2 separate regions of the Mus musculus genome follow, and region 2 is linked to region 1. The links are chromatin contacts, called in public promoter capture Hi-C maps. All regions are on one chromosome and are shown on one strand. Each heading gives the region's core, a stretch centred on a gene start, on an enhancer-like site or on the middle of the called end of the contact. The rest is flanking DNA. Distances are from core to core; before and after follow the strand shown.

The links. Promoter capture Hi-C pulls out the DNA fragments that hold promoters and counts their contacts.
Region 2: a contact with region 1 is called in a promoter capture Hi-C map of 3T3-L1-derived adipocytes, with 3 times the contacts expected there. The contact joins two enhancer-like sites. A contact is called at or near these places in 2 of 39 promoter capture datasets (3T3-L1-derived adipocytes and liver), 3 of 484 Hi-C or Micro-C datasets (the CH12 cell line, bone marrow-derived macrophages and embryonic stem cells), 1 of 115 datasets of contacts at active chromatin or transcription factors (heart atrium) and 1 of 9 other capture datasets (adipose tissue).

What each region holds. Positions count from the first base shown.
Region 1 is chr10:8,770,825-8,775,179 of GRCm38.p6, reverse strand. All of the region lies in intron 8 of Sash1 (SAM and SH3 domain containing 1), which reads left to right. Among named protein-coding and RNA genes, the nearest start is that of Gm25410, 51 kb to the left of the region's middle. Within about 2 kb of position 2,194, at least 70 of the 459 cell types and tissues checked have an H3K27ac peak or open chromatin away from gene starts, as enhancers often do. A contact at or near this core is called in 3T3-L1-derived adipocytes, adipose tissue and liver, where this site is marked.
Region 2 is chr10:8,949,704-8,954,058 of GRCm38.p6, reverse strand. No RefSeq gene overlaps it. Among named protein-coding and RNA genes, the nearest start is that of Gm51794, 57 kb to the left of the region's middle. Within about 2 kb of position 2,433, at least 26 of the 459 cell types and tissues checked have an H3K27ac peak or open chromatin away from gene starts, as enhancers often do. A contact at or near this core is called in 3T3-L1-derived adipocytes, adipose tissue and liver, where this site is marked.

The DNA of each region.
Region 1 (4,355 bases), core at 945-3,444:
TGGAGTATGTTTGTGAAGCCAGTTGTTTTGTGAAGCAGATCGCCCTGTCATGTAACACATTCAGGTTTGAGGAGGCTTAGCGTACGAGTCTAAAGATATCTTCATAAGGGAAAATTACCGTGCACTACGAGGGCGTTATAGTTCCTCACATCCGGGAACCCTCTCTTTCTAGCCTTTCATTCCAACTATAAATATGACTGCTAACCTGGTCTGAGGTTCAGGGGAGCCATGTGGGTGGACCATTTCCAAAGTTTGAGTAACAAAATGTTATGTGGCCTTTTCTGAAGATGCTATTTTTAAGTGTTGACGGAAGTGTTCAAGGAAGGTCAGCACTAAAATATGCCCTCAGTATGTTATGTTTGGGGTAGAATCTGTTAAAGTGTCAGAAATGTTCTCAAATTATAAACTGTAGACTTTCAGTGACTGGGTTTTGCTCAGGAGGTTTTGTTACTATTTCTGTATGTAGCACTAAGGATAGAACTCACGGCCTTGCGCGTACTAGACAAAGCACCCTGTCCTGTAACATGTTGGCAGCCCAGGATGTAGGCTTTTCAAAGTCACTTCATGTGCCCCATTAACAGGCATTGTCTTCAAGCCAGAGAAGTCAAGTTTGCTGTCCCTCTAGGGGAGGTCTGCACTACAACTTTCTAGAACATCATCACTAGCTATTCTGGTAGAGTGTGCCGAAAGCTATAGAGCACACCACACAGGTGCTTGGTACTAGTTCTGTAGCAGATGGCCTAATGGTATTATGGAAAAGATACAGTCTACTCCTGGCATGTCCTGAGTAGGCTGCGTCTTCACGCTTCGGTTCCCCCATCATTTATGCATATACGATGAGCCTCTTAGAGTCTAGAGTCTGCCATTCTGCATTGAATCTTTTCTCCTCCTCTTCCTCTTCTTATTAGTTTATTTTTTCTTTTCTGAGATGGGGATCTATGTTGCCCTGGTATATGCTGACTTCCTGAGATCAAGCAATCCTCCTGCCTCAGCTCCCAAGTATCTTTGATAACAGCTGTGTGCCCTTATGCCCAACTTCTAACTGGGCTACTTTTAATGTGTTTATTGAATATGCTTATTTTAGCATAGAGAACTAATATCTATAAGTTAACATTTGTCAGAAATGTAATTTTCATATTCAAAAATGTTCAAAGAAAATCATGAACCAAATTGGCATCATCATTTGGGGAAATAAGACTTGACAGCATGTGAATTTTCAAAATGCCCCACCTGTAAATAATCCTTGGTTGAAAAATATATGGTTTTTACATTTTTACCAATTTGGATGGTAATGAATATTTATTGGGCACATAAATGATGCATAAATATGACAGCATTAGAGCTGCCAATCCAGGACCCATTTCCTCCAAGAAAACGGCTGGCCTTGTTTCCACTGTCTTCTCTTATATTGTTTTGCTCTAAGAGGAGGGCATCTACGAGAGGCTAGATTCCAGGAGTAAACTAACTCGGGCGACTGAGTGAGTGTGGGTTTTCTATAATCTCCCCTGTTTGCCTTTGTACTTTCTGCTACAGGAACTTTTGTGTACCTCAGCTTCATCCCAGATAGGTTCAAATTAGCAAGATGGTTTTTTCCTTGTGGCTAGGAAACGGCTCTAAGGTTGAAGCTTTAATGCTATCCTAGCTGCACTTGACCATGAGGTAACTGGACCTATGCTTCAGTTCTCAATTTCACACGCAAAACATGAGTGGGCCCAGTTCCCTTGTAAGGTGAACAGGAAGAAAGAGAAAGGCGTCCCAGCAATAGTTATCAGAGGGCACTTATATCCCAACTCAGGTAGGCACCCCCCGTTCTTTAAGTGCTGGGGATTGAGCCGTGGGCCTTACACGCACTAGACAAACACGCTACCATGCGCACTGTTCCCAGCTTAGCAGTTCTGCACACCTGGATGAGTTCCACTGGACCTCGATAATTAGCCCTTTCCAAATGTCTCTGAATGTGTGTGTGTGTGTGTGTGTGTGTGTGTGTGTGTGTGTGTGTGTGTGTGAGAGAGAGAGAGAGAGAGAGAGAGAGAGAGAGAGAGAGAGAGAGAGAGAGAAAACAAATGTATACAGTGCTTGGTGGATATGCACATGTTAGGAAATTGATTCTTGACCTTTCCCTTGTGAGCAATGTCTCTCTTATCTGTGCTGCTACACTGTGTAGCTCCAGGCTAGCTGGCCACAGCGCTTCCAGGTCATTCTCCCATCTCTGCCTCCCATCTTGCTGCTTGCCACCTCTGCCTGGTTTGTTCTTGTTTGTTTGTTTTGTAGGCCATGAACATTGAACTCAGAGCCTCAGGTTTGTGTGAGACTTATAGTTACTGGCTGACCTGTCTTCCTAGCCCCACAGTGAGAGGGGTTGTGAGAATTAAGAATTTGCCCCAAATTGCAAGTGGTTTAAAGGTGGTGGTGGGGTCTGCTGAGGTGACTTCCTGTTGTTCATTTCTCCACTTCCTGGTCTTTGCTCAGCACTGTCCCCTCCCATTCCCAGCCTTCTCCCTGGGACCAGGGCCAAAGTCTGAGGCATGTGTTTCACGAGTCCCTTAAGATCACCATGAAGAAATCAAGTTAGACAAGAAGGAGGTACTAGCCTCTGCAGACCTGGAAGCCAGCATTCACCCAGTGTGGGTAGGAACAGGGCTGGAGAAGCGGAGACATGAGTCAGGCGTGAGGTCTGGATTCCACTACCCTGTCAGCTCTGCCTCTGGGGCAGAGCAGCCATCTTTGTCCTTCAGTTTCTTCCCTAGATCAGCCAACCCAGTGTGCCCCGTGAGTGTTAACGGCACAGAGCAATCAATCCTGATGGGTGTCGTCACCTTTAGTTACTCTGTGGGAAGATCACCCGTCCTTTCTGTCCACTGCCATCATTGAAATGTTTGAGTCCTCACAAGTGCTATTTATGTCCATGCCTCTGTGTGTACATGTCAGTAGCCCAGTTGGGAAAACTCACCAATGCTCTCGGACTCTACTCTGCTCTTCTCAAATGCACATGCAGCTGACTGCCTGTAAATGGATTCAGGCTAGGTGTGAGTGCAGCCCCACGTGTAAGAAAGGAGGAAGCAGGTATCTACGTGGGGATGGTCTTCCAGGCGGGTGGATTTAGTATATGGTCTGGCTCTCTCAGAAGTGGAGGGAATCCTCATCCGAGGCCCAGGAATCATAACTGCAAGTTGGGTTCTCTGCAAATGAACCAGGGACACCTTTGTTTCCAATTGTTTGTGGGGACCCGCCTCAGTGTATCAAGGGCCACGTGAATACAAACAAATACTGACAGAGTGCCCAAGTATGACATATTCTGATGGTGTCTATTTCTAAAGAGATCTTTTTAAACTTAAGATAGCCTTTTAATACACTTTGGTCTTTTGTTTCTTTTTTATCAGGTTGAAATAAATCTATAACATTAGAGATAAAGATAGCTTTTGACCTATACAAATGAAGCTTCATTTGTCCAGCCTAATGTACAGCTACCAGTTGAGATATACCACATTAATTCCACTAGCTGGTTATATCCAAGTGCAGATAAAATCGAATATGGGTCAGGGTTTGGCATTTGGATTTGCAGTAGCCCTTCCTCTCTCCGCTGGAGGGAGAGACTTCAGGGAGTTTGAAGATAAAGAGGATGTCCTTCATTGTCCTGTGTTATTGATTCGTCACATCTCTGCCCTTCATTAAGTCATTTGCCCCAGTGCCAAGCCTTGTTTATTGGGCCACAAGGCCTTCTTGTGGTTCATGAACAGAATTCAGAGTCAGGATCTAAGAAGCTGGGTGCAGAGCCAGTTCATTGAAGGCACAGGCCGCCCATCGCTTGTTTATGGTGTGTTTGAACTCTGTCATCATAATTACCCATTATACCAAAACTCTCAGAACTACAGTCAGCAGCAGACAATGACACTCATTTGGAAAGCAAAAATAAATAAATAAAACCATGTGGGTCCTGGAGGTTGAACCCAGGGTTTTGAATGGGAAAGCGGTATTTAGTACAGCCAAATCCTAGTTGTACAGAATAATAGCCACTGAAAATATTCCTCTGTCCTCTTCTGAGCCCCACTTTCCCTTCTCTGCGTCACACCACGCCCTCCGGTGGTCCTGATGGTGTACTGTTAGTTGTATAAAGCAAAGAGCATTGCATAATTGGTTCCGAAAACTACGTGATTCATCTCCTGCCCTGTTGCCCATTTGATCCAGTGTGTAGATGAAGTAATGCCATCTTGGGCATTCCTCTAATCACCCATTGGGCAAACATTTATCGAGGCTGTGCCATGGACCAGTTCTTTATTCCCAGTGAGTTTGTGGTTGGGATGATCCATCAGACAGATGGAGAGGTGCCAGGCACAATGGAAGTCCATCCCCTCCCT
Region 2 (4,355 bases), core at 1,184-3,683, 180 kb before region 1:
CCATTCTGATGGAGGTGACATTAACAGCTTCCATTAAAACCGATGACTGTAGCTTTGCCCAGGACTGTGGCTGCAGTAACGTCTGCCAGAGGTGACACCATTGATCCCCCAGTTTGGGAGTTCCTACCTTGATCATAGAAATGCATTTCATCTTGGATGGAAATCTGAAAAGAAAACTCTCGTGGGATAAAGAGAGTTTGTCTTCCAGGGCTGTAAAAATGCTACATTCCATCTGTGTATCACACTCTCAGGATTGTTAGGGGCCCTATGATATCCTTGTCTACCTGAGTAATAGAAACAGACTGTCTGAAGGTAGGAGATTCGTTGCTGGCTGGCCCAGGAGAAAGTGGACAGTCTTCCCTAACGTTATGTATACAGGGAATGCCAAGCCTTCTCCCCTGGTGGGAGGTAATACTTATCTGAGGACCAATCCTGCATCAGGCCTTATCTTCAGGCTTGCTTATCTCAGCCTGTCTATAACGTGGAAGCCAGAAATTCTAGTGTTTTACCTGGGATCTTGTGAAGTTAAATGTGAGTGGAGGTTTCTGGCTTTCAACACAGCACCTGTCTCTGATGGAAGGGCAGCATGGCAGCATGTATTCACTGACAGCAGTCTAAAAGGATGCTGGTATCTTTTATATTGACCCACAAACACACCAGAGTTGGCAAATGTATTCCTGACCTCAGCTTGGTAGGTTAGCACTAGATGGTCTATAAATTGAGTCCCAATTTTAAATGTAGAATAACCATTGTGCCTTTTTTTAAAAAATGGGAAGGAGAAGGCGTAGGTTCACAGAAGATTGCTTTTTAAAAAAAATGCATTCAGATTTTATAATTTCAACATTTTCCAGGAAGTGTCATCTGGGTAGAAAAAGCTCATTATTGTCTTCAGTATTCTCTGTTACTTTTTCCACGCACCACAGGAAGTGCATTAAGGCACAGTTCACACTGCTTCTCTGTTTAAAATTCCCCAGTGGTTTCTTACTAGGTTTTAGGTAAAATCCACCCTGCTTGCTATTGCAGGTGGTGGCTGCCCAAGATGGATGCTCAAGAGCCGATAGCCTCCTGTCCGACCCTCTCCTCCTCCCTCAGTACCTCATGAGGCTTAACTTTCCTCAGCATTTCACTGTACCGACCTTCCCTCCCCCACCAATATTTAAAATTTCTGCCTCCAGTGTTTTCCCTCCATACCCAGAACAACTTGTAGTTCAAATGTTGCCTCCACCTAACTGCCCTGCACAAGTAAATGTTGTCTCCCATCCTCTCCACTCCCTTGTGGAGTTTGTCAAATCTAACACCAACTGGGCCCAGGGATATAATTCAGTTGGTAAAAGGCATGTCTAACATACAGGAAGTCCTGGATTTGATCTCTAGAACCTCAGGACCCCAGGAATGGTGCGCACTCAATGATCCCAACACTCACGGGTGTAAAGTTCCGAGGATTGGAAGTTCAAGGCCTTCTTCAGCTACAAAGCAAGTTTAGTGCCAGCCTGACCCATGAAACTCTGCCTACTAAACACAAACAAAATACCATTTAGCAACTGCTGTTTTAGTGATCTGCTTTCACTCATGTTCTTGGTCTGCATGCACATAGGAAATGTGCCCACAAGGGGGTAGAAGGACCCAGACCACCACTGTATGCCCAGTGTCTAGCACAAGTGAAATGCCCAGTGATCTCTGTGAATGAACTGAGCTTTGCACATATGAGGGCATGTAAGCTTAACCATTAGTGGCAGGAGGAGTGTGAATTTGAGACCAGCTGAGTTACATAGTGAATTATAGACCAACCTGGTTTATATAGCAAGACTGTTCCACTCCCGGCATTTTTCAGTTCTCCGTGCAAGCTTGAGGCCTCATGGGCCTTTCCACACCCATTTTGGCAGCCATTATTGTCATCCTTGCTCAACTTGTGTTTGAACAGCCATGTTGGCAAGACTTTATGGGTGTGGCTTGTGATGCTACTAGGCTTCTCCCTGATCTTCTGGCTTTTACAGTCTTTCCACCCCATCTCACACAATGTCCCTGGAGCCTTAGGCATGGGAGTGTTTTGTAGGTGGGGGCCACTGGGACTAGCAAACAACCAGACCTGAAAAGTCCGTACAATTATCATGATAACTGAGTCAGCTATATTTAGGAATATCTATGTATACACAACTACAGATAGGCATACAATAGCAATGAAAAAGGAGGTCATAAAATTGAAAGAGAGGAAGGAGGAATATATGGAAGGGTTTGAAAAAAGGAATCATGTTATAATTATGTTATAATTTCAAAAATTAGTAACAGTAAAAGAAATAAAAATTTAAAAGCCATGAAACAAAATGTCCCAAACTTGTGCAATGACCAGGAACCTTTGAGTCCCACTGTACCATCTAGTGAGCTTTCCCAGGGAGCAAGGCTGGGAGCCAGCGATTTCTACAGCATCCCTAGTTGGCTATCGGCAGCCAGTGCCAGGAAGCAAGGCATTAAAACATCCCTGGAGAGTTGGGAGTGGGGGGGCGGGGTACTGCATGCAGCCTTCACACCTGAATTACGCCAGACCCACATGAAACCTTATGAAGCCCAAGAGCAGCAGCCCCTGTGTGCTGAGCAACTGCGTGAACAGCGAGTGATACAACAGTTAGCTGGTTCTCTCTGTGGAAGAACTGTGGCCAGCTGCTTTCAAGGTCGGGACATCTTGATTGATGCCCAGGATTTTCAACATTGTGAAATCCTTTCTTCGAAAAACACATTGGAGCGGCATGTAACTCGCTGGGAGAACTCTTTCATTTGAGAAGATGTGTCTGAATTGTGAAATAAGGTTGCACAGTGGGCTTTTTGGAGTGTGTGCAGTGGAAACTGACTTGCACATGAAGCAGCCATAACTAAATTTTACTCTTCTTCCTCCAAAAAGGATATATAGCAGGGATCTATAAAGCCTTCAGAATTCCTTTTAGTGCTAGTGAGAAACTTAGGCAGATGAGGTTTATTGTGAGTTATGTACAGACAAGCTGCCAGGTCACAGTCAGATGATAAATATGTGAGGAAAAACAAAGTTAAACAGCTATTGAGTTCCAAGTACAGGAGCTAGACTCAACTCTGCCCCACACCAGGCATCTCCAGACGACCTCGTTACCAGCCATCAAATTCCGTGAGAACCACAGATCTATGAGTTCCTGGACATTTGGATGCAGTCTCTGAAAAGTCGCTTCCAGGAATCCTATTCCTTCTGGGCCCAAATCCACCTGCTTGGCCTGTGTAGTTAACCTGCAGGTTTCCCTCCCTCCCATTTCCTGCCGTGTTAGAAGCCTGTCTTACTTGGTCCAAGTTTTGAGTTATAAACATTGTCAGTATTTACAGACCGGTTTCCTCTGTGCTCTTTGAGAAGAAAGACTCTGGAGATGGGCTTTAATAAATCTAAAAGTTGGGGAATTTGTGAGTGCTTCCTGATGGCTTTACACAGGTTGCTCTCTTTGGAGCTTTGCCAGAGTCCGCATTGGGGACTGACCATGTTAGATTCAGTCTGCATTTTATCTTTGGAAACTACAACTTGCCATGTGTACTAAGTGTTTGTGTGAATGTAGGTCTGCCACCCCCTGCCTCAGTATCTGTTACTTTTCTTTTCATTGTTTCTGTGCTAGAAATCAAATACAAGCCTCATCCATTTGAGGTAGATGCTCCACCACTGAGCTGTGTCTACAATGGCCCTGTATTTAGACAAAGTGCTGTAAAGGGAGAATCAATACAGCCTACCTTTTTGTGATATGAAAAAACACGTTGCTGCCTTTTTTTATATTTGGAGAAAAGTATTTAAGGGGGTATATCATAGACTCTGGGAGCCATGTGCTGCATGCTTGCTTCCTAGATTATAGAGCTAAGCAGCCTTTTCTCTCACCTTGAATGTGGGCGAAGTCTGGAGTGTCCCCGCTGTGTGTCCTCTCCTCGGCTAGTTTCTTTTTTTTGTGGAGAATTTTTTGTTGTGCTTTATTGGATCATTTCAGTCTTAACTTTGCATGAGAGGTGGAAGACAAGAGAAATGTAAGGAACTTTTTTAATTAACGTTGGTTATATATAAAATTATGGACTTCATTATGAAAGTCTCATACGTACATGTGTACTTTGATCACATAAAACTAAATAACTAGAGCAAGCAAGATAGCTCCGTGGCTAAAGGTGCCTGGTAACTGTGTGTGTGTGTGTGTGTGTGTGTGTGTGTGTGTGTGTGTGTGTGTGTGTGTGTGTGTGTTCTAAGATGAAGTCTCACTATGTAGTCCTGGCTGACCTGGAACTAGATATATAGACTAGACTGGCCTCAAACTCACAGAGAACCGCCTCCCTCTGCCTCTGAATGATGAGAATAAAGGCATGTAACACTA